Linked DNA regions of Arachis hypogaea: region 1 is linked to region 2. Evidence: chromatin contacts called from public Hi-C data. All regions are on one chromosome and are shown on one strand. Each heading gives the region's core, a stretch centred on a gene start, on an enhancer-like site or on the middle of the called end of the contact. The rest is flanking DNA. Distances are from core to core; before and after follow the strand shown.

Region 1 (3,872 bases), core at 818-3,317, 150 kb after region 2:
TATAAAAAAACAAATGATTTTTAAAAAAAATAAATATAAAAATTATTATATAAAAACTAATTTGAAAGGTACAAAGACTTGAGGGTATGATATTAAATTAGTTAGGTAAAAATATTAGTGAATTAACAATTAAGACATAAATCTATTACATAGTGAAAAATAATACATATAAAACTATTAAATTACCTAATATTTGTTTTTATTTTTTAAACACAAATCTTATATATAAGTATAATTTCTTAAAATTTTGGGGGGTCCAGGCCACTACTCGCCCCCTCTAGGTCCGTCCCTGATTGCTAGCTAATTAGTAATAAAAAATAATAACATCTATTTTCTTTTTAGTAATTCTCAATGTCTTGTAAGTTAATAAAAGATAAAAAAATATTTTTTCATTACACAATCAATTTTACGAATAAAATATCGAAACGAATAATTGAAAAATTAGAGATTCTATCCACTTACCTCGATTTTGTAATCAAAACGATGGATTGTTTTTTGAACACTACAATGAAAAAAATTGATTGGACCTTTGCTGATTGCTGCAACAGTGATTGTCAATTAACGATGAACAAAAAGTGGATATTAAATAGACGGATAAAAAATAAAAAAATTTGGATATTCAGTGGATGGATGGATGTTCGAAAGAAAAACAATGAAATTTTTTATAAAGAGAATGATACACTATTTTAATGGTAGGATTGAATAATTGGTGATGGATTATTCACCAATTTATAATGTTAATATTAAGGAAAAGATAAGATTAGAGTATCTAAATCAAAATAAAACCTTAAAAAAAGAAGATAGAATTTTAAAGATGAGATAAATGAATAAGAAGATAATTTTTAAAAATGAAAACAAGACTGACATAGGCGTAATACATCGCGTTCCAATCGATTGAATTTGAACTCACACACTACAATCGATTGAAATTGGCAAATTCATATTGTTTAGGTAAATTCAATCGATTGAGTCACAAAAGCAATCGATTGAATTTGGTGAGACCCAGGTTGTTTTGAAGCATTCAATCGATTGGAAATTCTAAACAATCGATTGAATTACAAAAATCCATTTTTTATGCATCGTTCAATCGATTGGATCGTATGACCAATCGATTGAGTTATGCGAAAACCATGCTTTTGGCAATTTTCAATCGATTGTTCAGTGGTAAACTGTAATCCAATCGATTGATTCATTATTCCAATCGATTGGTTTTCGCAGAAAACACAATTTTATGATTCCTCGCGAACGACATGAATCAAATTTAATATTTTAATCGATTGTAATGGCCAAAAAATTGTTTTTGTATTTGATTGTTAATGAACATGATAGATTTATGATAAATTAATTATTTATAAAATAAAAAATCATTTTTATAATTATATAAAATATATGGGGTCAATTTATAATTAAAATTAGTTAAAGGATTATATAGCCGTTGTTAAAAAAATCTTAAAAAACATGTTTTCTACTTGGACCACTAAATGATCCAAAGGTTCCTGGACCACCGAATCCTGAGCCCAAAGACTTACCTATTTACACATGTTATTTGACTTATTTCACATTATTTTTCACATTATGTTATTAGTTATTTTTCACTTTATGTCATTATTTTCTCAAAAACAAAATTACAAAAGAAACTTAAAATAATTGTTTTTGTGCTTTTTAGGACTGTTTTAAGGAAATAAAAGGTTAAGTCAGAACGTTTAGACCAATGAGAGGGGAGATAAGAGAAAAAAATATAACCTGTTTTATCCGAGTTGTTGAATGCAGATGGACTGCTACTTACTCAAGCTAAAGGAGTCATACACTTATTGTATCCAACATTAGGAATTTGATGGGAAATAACCACTTTCAACATCTTTTAATTACGATCACCAACTGGCACCTAAGTCCCCTAGAACTTTCTTCATTAATAAAATAAGACACCATGCGACTTATTTGCAGGATTAACTTATTATAAAAGCAAAAAATCTCGAATACCTAGCGCGTATTCTAAATTTCTGATGGCCAACCCACTTGAAAAAATAAGTGAGCTAAAGATGGGGTCAAACCAAATCAAACTTCTTCATTGAGGCAAGGTTACAAGTTTCTCTAATGGAGTTAAAAAGTTGTTCCATATAATAATGAGCTGCTTCAAATGCTTCTATTGTGCTTCAATTAGGTTAAGTGTCTACTTGAAGCATGAATGCCATGGCCTTCAATAAGCGTTTTGAAATCCTGGCCCTTTTAATTTTGGTTGTGAATAATGTTGCTGCTCAGAAGAAGGATGGGTTAGGAGCTTCTTTTATATTCGGAGACTCCTTGGTGGATGCTGGAAATAACAACTATCTTTCAACTCTTTCTAAAGCAAATATTCCTCCTAATGGAATTGATTTCAAGGCCTCTGGGGGAAACCCCACTGGCCGCTATACCAATGGTAGAACCATTGGTGACATTGTAGGTAATAATTATTCGTCTCATGCATTTTCTGTGTGTGGCCGATTATTAAGTCTGCTATATACAATCATGACAATCATGTTATATGTACACCAAACTTTAACTATTAAATTAATTATTTATATAATATATATTAAAATATAAAATATACTAAAATTAAATTAAATAATATATATTTTTACATAAATAATATAATAACTGATTTGATGACTAAATTTTAATGTGTACATAATATTTTTTCTTTGAATAATACTTAAAAGCTCTCCTAAAACAAAGAAACTCATACGATATTTTGTTATTATAAAAATAGCTTTGGCATACTTTTAATGTTTTTTAAAATAATAGTATTTAAATAATTAGTTTTAAATATGAGAAATTTTAAATAACTAATTAAACTTTTTTGCATTTGTCCCATATTTGAGTCAACATTAGTTAATTTTTTTTTTATATTATAAACCCTACTCTTGGTGTATAAAAGAGTGATAAATGTATTATTTTCCCTTCTTTTTAAGCACATTTGTTATCATTATATAAGCTATTTTCCCCCTAAATATGATGCCTTGCTTATAAGAAAAGAAAAATAAAACAATAAAATAAAAACCATTTTCAGGAGAGGAATTGGGACAACCAAATTATGCTGTCCCATTTTTGGCCCCAAATGCAACTGGGAAAGCTATACTTTACGGAGTGAATTATGCTTCAGGAGGAGGAGGAATTCTTAATGCAACTGGAAGAATATTTGTCAGTATTGGAAACTCCCTTAAATAATTTCTTAATAGTTCTATTCATTCTATGTAGAAAGAAAAATGATTGTTGTATGTTTTATGCCATGTGCATAACTTTTTGCAGGTGAATAGGATAGGGCTTGATATTCAAGTAGATTACTTCAGCATAACAAGAAAGGAGATTGATAAATTGCTAGGTGAATCAAAAGCCAAAGAGTACATAATGAAGAAATCAATTTTCTCCATTACTGTTGGAGCCAACGATTTCCTCAACAATTATCTTCTCCCAGTTCTCTCTATTGGGGCCAGAATTTCTCAAAGCCCAGATGGTTTCATAGATGACATGATTACTCATTTCAGGGCCCAACTTACTGTAAGCAACTTTATCAATAGGATTGGTTTGACCAGGTTATCGAATTTTTTACTATTTATTCTGTTTTTTAATCGAATTACTCACAATCAATTTTTATCATAAATTAGACCAATTTAGTGATTGAATTTTGGTTAAACTGATTGAATCAACTAGTTCGATCTAGTTCTTATAACCATGTTTAGAAGATATAAGTGAAATATAAATAAGGTATTGAAAATTGAGAAGCATAAATTAAAAATTAAATTTACTGAATGATCAAAAATAGTAAAATATAAGTGAAGTATAAATGTACAAGAATGATGAATGTAGCTAGCAATTGACTAAGCTTAACCATGTAT
Region 2 (4,088 bases), core at 812-3,311:
TATATATATATTCTCTGTGTGCTTTTTTTATAAAATATTAATTATATTATTATAAAAATATTTAATTATTATAAGGCAAAGCATATTTTTTTTATAATTTGTCAAAAATTTTAAAAATACTTTTAAATTTTATTTTTGTTTTAATTTTATTCTATAAATTTTCAATTTACATCAAATATATTCTCACAGTTAAATTTTTAAAAAATTTAGGACCAATCCAACAATAATACATGATAATTATGTCTTATTTGCTTATATTGAAAATTATTCCAGTAAAATTGTTACTGAATTAGTCCTAAAGTTTCAAAAAATTAATCGTCAAGTGTGTTTTTTATCCAAACTGAAAACTTTTATAACAAAATTAAAATAAAATAAAATTTACGGATAATTTTAAAACTTTTAGCAAATTTCAAAAACAAAATATACTTTATCTATTATTATATTATATTATATCGTATTTAATTATTTTAATAATTATTTTTTTACTAAAAATAAAATAAAATAATATGTATAATATATTTAAATAGTAATTATTTTTTTTATTTTTTATGGAGTATTCTTACTAACCTAAGTATAATTAGTTAGAATATTAATTTTTAAAGGAATGAAAAGAAGACCTATGAATTATCTCTACACTTAGGATATTTAGCCAAGTTAGATCTTCACTAATTAGAATTTTGGTAATTAATGTGGGTTGGTTAAGTAGTCAACTCACTTATTCACTTAAGTAAGTATTAGAATTCTGTCTTGTATAAGCAGTAATTTATTGGCCAGCGATAGACCTTTAAAATGTAGCTCAAATCCACAATGAATTAATCCTTAGCCTACCAATCAAGTTAATTTGGTAACTAAGTTCGTCCAATAACTTATTAACACAATAAAAAGTTAATTGAAAAAAAATGAAAATACACAAAAAAAAAAAAGAAAAAATACTTTGTTGAATTTGGATACAAAAATAACTTGTTCATTGGGCATTCCTCTTTTAAATAATAAGAAAAGTATAGGTAGACAATGAGAATATTAAACAATGTGAACAATTGATATGTTGGATGTTCAATTTAATAGGTATGCAGATGATTATGTTTATTATTTTTAATTGGATAGTTATTTCTTTTGATTCGATTTATTCATACACAGTTAACAATTGGATGTTCAATTCACTAAGTGTGCAGATGGTTATCCTAATGTTAAAATTTAGAAAATAATTTAAAAATGGAGTGTTTTTTTATTTTAGTTAGTCAATTTTAGAATTTATTATTCATATTATTTATAAAAGTTATTGTCTATCTAACAAAACTGTACATAATATAAATATGACTTAATTTAGTAGTTCCATTAAGTTTTTATTTTGATGCGTCACTATTAAATATTACATAATATATTAAACAAAAATGTTTGAGAGTTAGTTTAGGAACGGATAACTTTTTTCTTTGGCTTTTTTTAGTGCTTTGTTTTTTATTTCTTAATTATTGTTGAAATAAATAAATAATTTTAAATATAATAAACATATAATTATAGATATTAAATTAAATAAAATAATTTTATATTATTATTTTTTAACATTATTCATGTTAAAAAAGCGATATTATTTGATAATTTTTACCTTGCACAATGTACATCAGTAATAATAGTAATATATTAACAATAAATTAATGGAACGACCAACTCGATGAATGTTAATATCTTTCAAAAGTAAATAAATTTATGCTTGATTTCTAAAACATTATTTTGAAGATTAACCCTCTGAAAGAAACAACATTAATAAACTTTTGTAAGACTTTACACAATTATAGCCATTTTCCTTGTCTGATTGTGTCAGTATCTTTGTGCTTGAGGATTTTGTTTACAGAGAGAAATCAATAATTTCGATTTCTTTTGATTGGATGAGACAAACGAGCAAAATAAAATATATTCAAGTTGATTGTATTGTAGGCTTGTAGCTATATAGTAATATTATATGATTCTTTTTTAATTGAAGGAACAATCTGAGTGCATTGCATTCGTAACTGATATTTGGGTCAACATTAGGAAGGGGATGGTGATAACTGGGAACAATAAAACTACAAATTTTGAAAGTAAGATATGCCTGCCTATGCCCAGTTCACAATCAATCAGTAATCGGTTTGTTTGGTTTATGAGTTGTGACGTTTCTTTGATGTTAACCACAAAGTTTATTGATTAATTAATTGTTATTGTTATCAATGTAACAAACCAGATAAGTCATAACTTCTGAATTTTCCATGTCCACCCACTTTTTTTGTAATATACATTAACATTAGTGTATTAAACACGGTAACGGCAAATCCACGCACGTTAATGTTTTTTGGATGTACAAAATGTTTAAAGCCAGCTAAATTTACCTTAGATTTCACTACTATAGGGATAAACTATAAAATAGTTGTAAAAGAAAGAAAGGACATGTATATATTTTTTTTTTTGGTGATAGTGGGGGTCAAAGACCCAAAAAGACAGAAAACTAAATGCCTCTAAACAGAGGGATAAAAGCTATATCGGAAGCTAGAATATGAGAAATTTCACAAGGGGCTGAATCAAAAGTATGGAGACCAAGAGGTAAATGCTGCCCTTTCTTTGTTAGTTGATCTGTAACAGAGTTAGCTTCGCGAGGCACATTATCCCAGTACACATGAGGGATGCGGTTTGCTTGGAGCTTGATTTCCTCAATAAGGGAGGAACAAGAATGAGTAGCTGGACAGTTTTGGGTGATGAACTTTAACGCTGAAGCCGAGTCCGATTCCACAATTACACAAAAAAGATTTAGAGAAGTAGCAATCCGAAGACCATGGACAATCCCCCATAGTTCCGCATGCATGATGGAGCAGCTCCCGAGATTGCAAGAGAAGCCTTTAATGAACCCTCCAAGACAATTTCTAAGGATCCCACCACAAGTAGCATTATTAGTTATTGCCATATAGGAGCTATCTACATTCAACTTAACAGCATCCTCGCTAGGAGGCTTCCAGCTTATTAATCGAGCATGATTGGCATAGGGAGCATTCAGGTGCACTTTAGATCTTGACGAACGGTTGAACTCATCAAACCTTACTCTAATTTGAGCTATAGTCGAGGCCACTGTAGTGAAGTTTCCTTCAAAAATCAACTTATTTCGAAAAAACCAAAGAGAGGATGTCACCACCCCAAAAAGACATTGCCAATTTCTTGAAGTAGAGAGGTTGGAGCTCAGCCAATCTTGAAGATTTGAGCTGAAGAAGCTTTGATTCCATGCCAAAGGCAGCAAGTTATCCCAGACCGCTGATGCAAATGCACAGTCTCTAAGGACATGAAGGGTCGTTTCGCTGTGAATGTTACATCTTGGACATGATGACGCGGTTGAGAGGTGACGTCGTTGTCTTTCCGCATTGGTTAGGATTGCATTATTGGCAACTAACCAAAGAAAAGATCAAACACGTTCGGGACCACACCAACGCCAAACCAGATTGAACGTCCCATTATAGGAAGGAGGAGTGTTGCAAAGTACTTGATAGGATTGTTTGAGATCGAAGGAGCCATCCGATGACAAGTTCCATGCCACATGATCCGGCATCTTCCATGGAGATGGTGGAGAGATGGCAGCAATCTTCTTCACCATATCTTCCGGCAGCCAGCTATTGAGTTTGTTCAAATCCCAATTACCTGAAACATCAAGGAAGTCCATCAATGAACTAGAATACTCTACATAATTAGTTCTTACCTGCGGCACATGCTGATCAAGACTACCCAAATTGGGAACCCAGTTATGTTGCCAAAACTTAATCACAGAGCCATCCCCAATACGCCAGATATGGTTTTGTTTCACATCTGGCCATGACTTGCATATTCCCTTCCACATGTTAGAGCTATTAGGCTTTCGCTCAACATTAGGAATGATATCCTTCCCGGCTTTATATTTGGATCGGAGCATAGTGATCCATAAAGAATCTCTTTTCTCAACTAGCTCCCATCCAGCTTTCATCATGAATGTATGGTTCATTTTGCTTGCATGTCTAATGCCAAGACCTCCCGCTTTCTTGGGTTGACAAACTTTATCCCAATTCATGAGATGAATCTTCTTTGATTGGTCAGTATCGCCC

Evidence for each region. A called contact is a pair of places that touch in the nucleus more often than the background predicts.
Region 1: a contact with region 2 is called in a Hi-C map of an unstated tissue, with 4 times the contacts expected there. The contact joins the promoter of LOC112720410 here to the enhancer-like site in region 2. A contact is called at or near these places in 2 of 8 Hi-C or Micro-C datasets (leaf and an unstated tissue).

Annotation. Positions count from the first base shown.
Region 1 is chr11:16,585,812-16,589,683 of arahy.Tifrunner.gnm2.J5K5, forward strand. It overlaps LOC112720410 (GDSL esterase/lipase At2g23540), which reads left to right and starts at 2,068. Exons shown (of 5, transcript XM_025771354.3): 1 at 2,068-2,440; 2 at 3,047-3,177; 3 at 3,286-3,534. The coding sequence starts at 2,182.
Region 2 is chr11:16,435,065-16,439,152 of arahy.Tifrunner.gnm2.J5K5, forward strand. No RefSeq gene overlaps it. Among protein-coding and RNA genes, the nearest start is that of LOC112720409, 2.7 kb to the left of the region's middle. Within about 2 kb of position 2,062, at least 1 of the 3 cell types and tissues checked has open chromatin away from gene starts, as enhancers often do.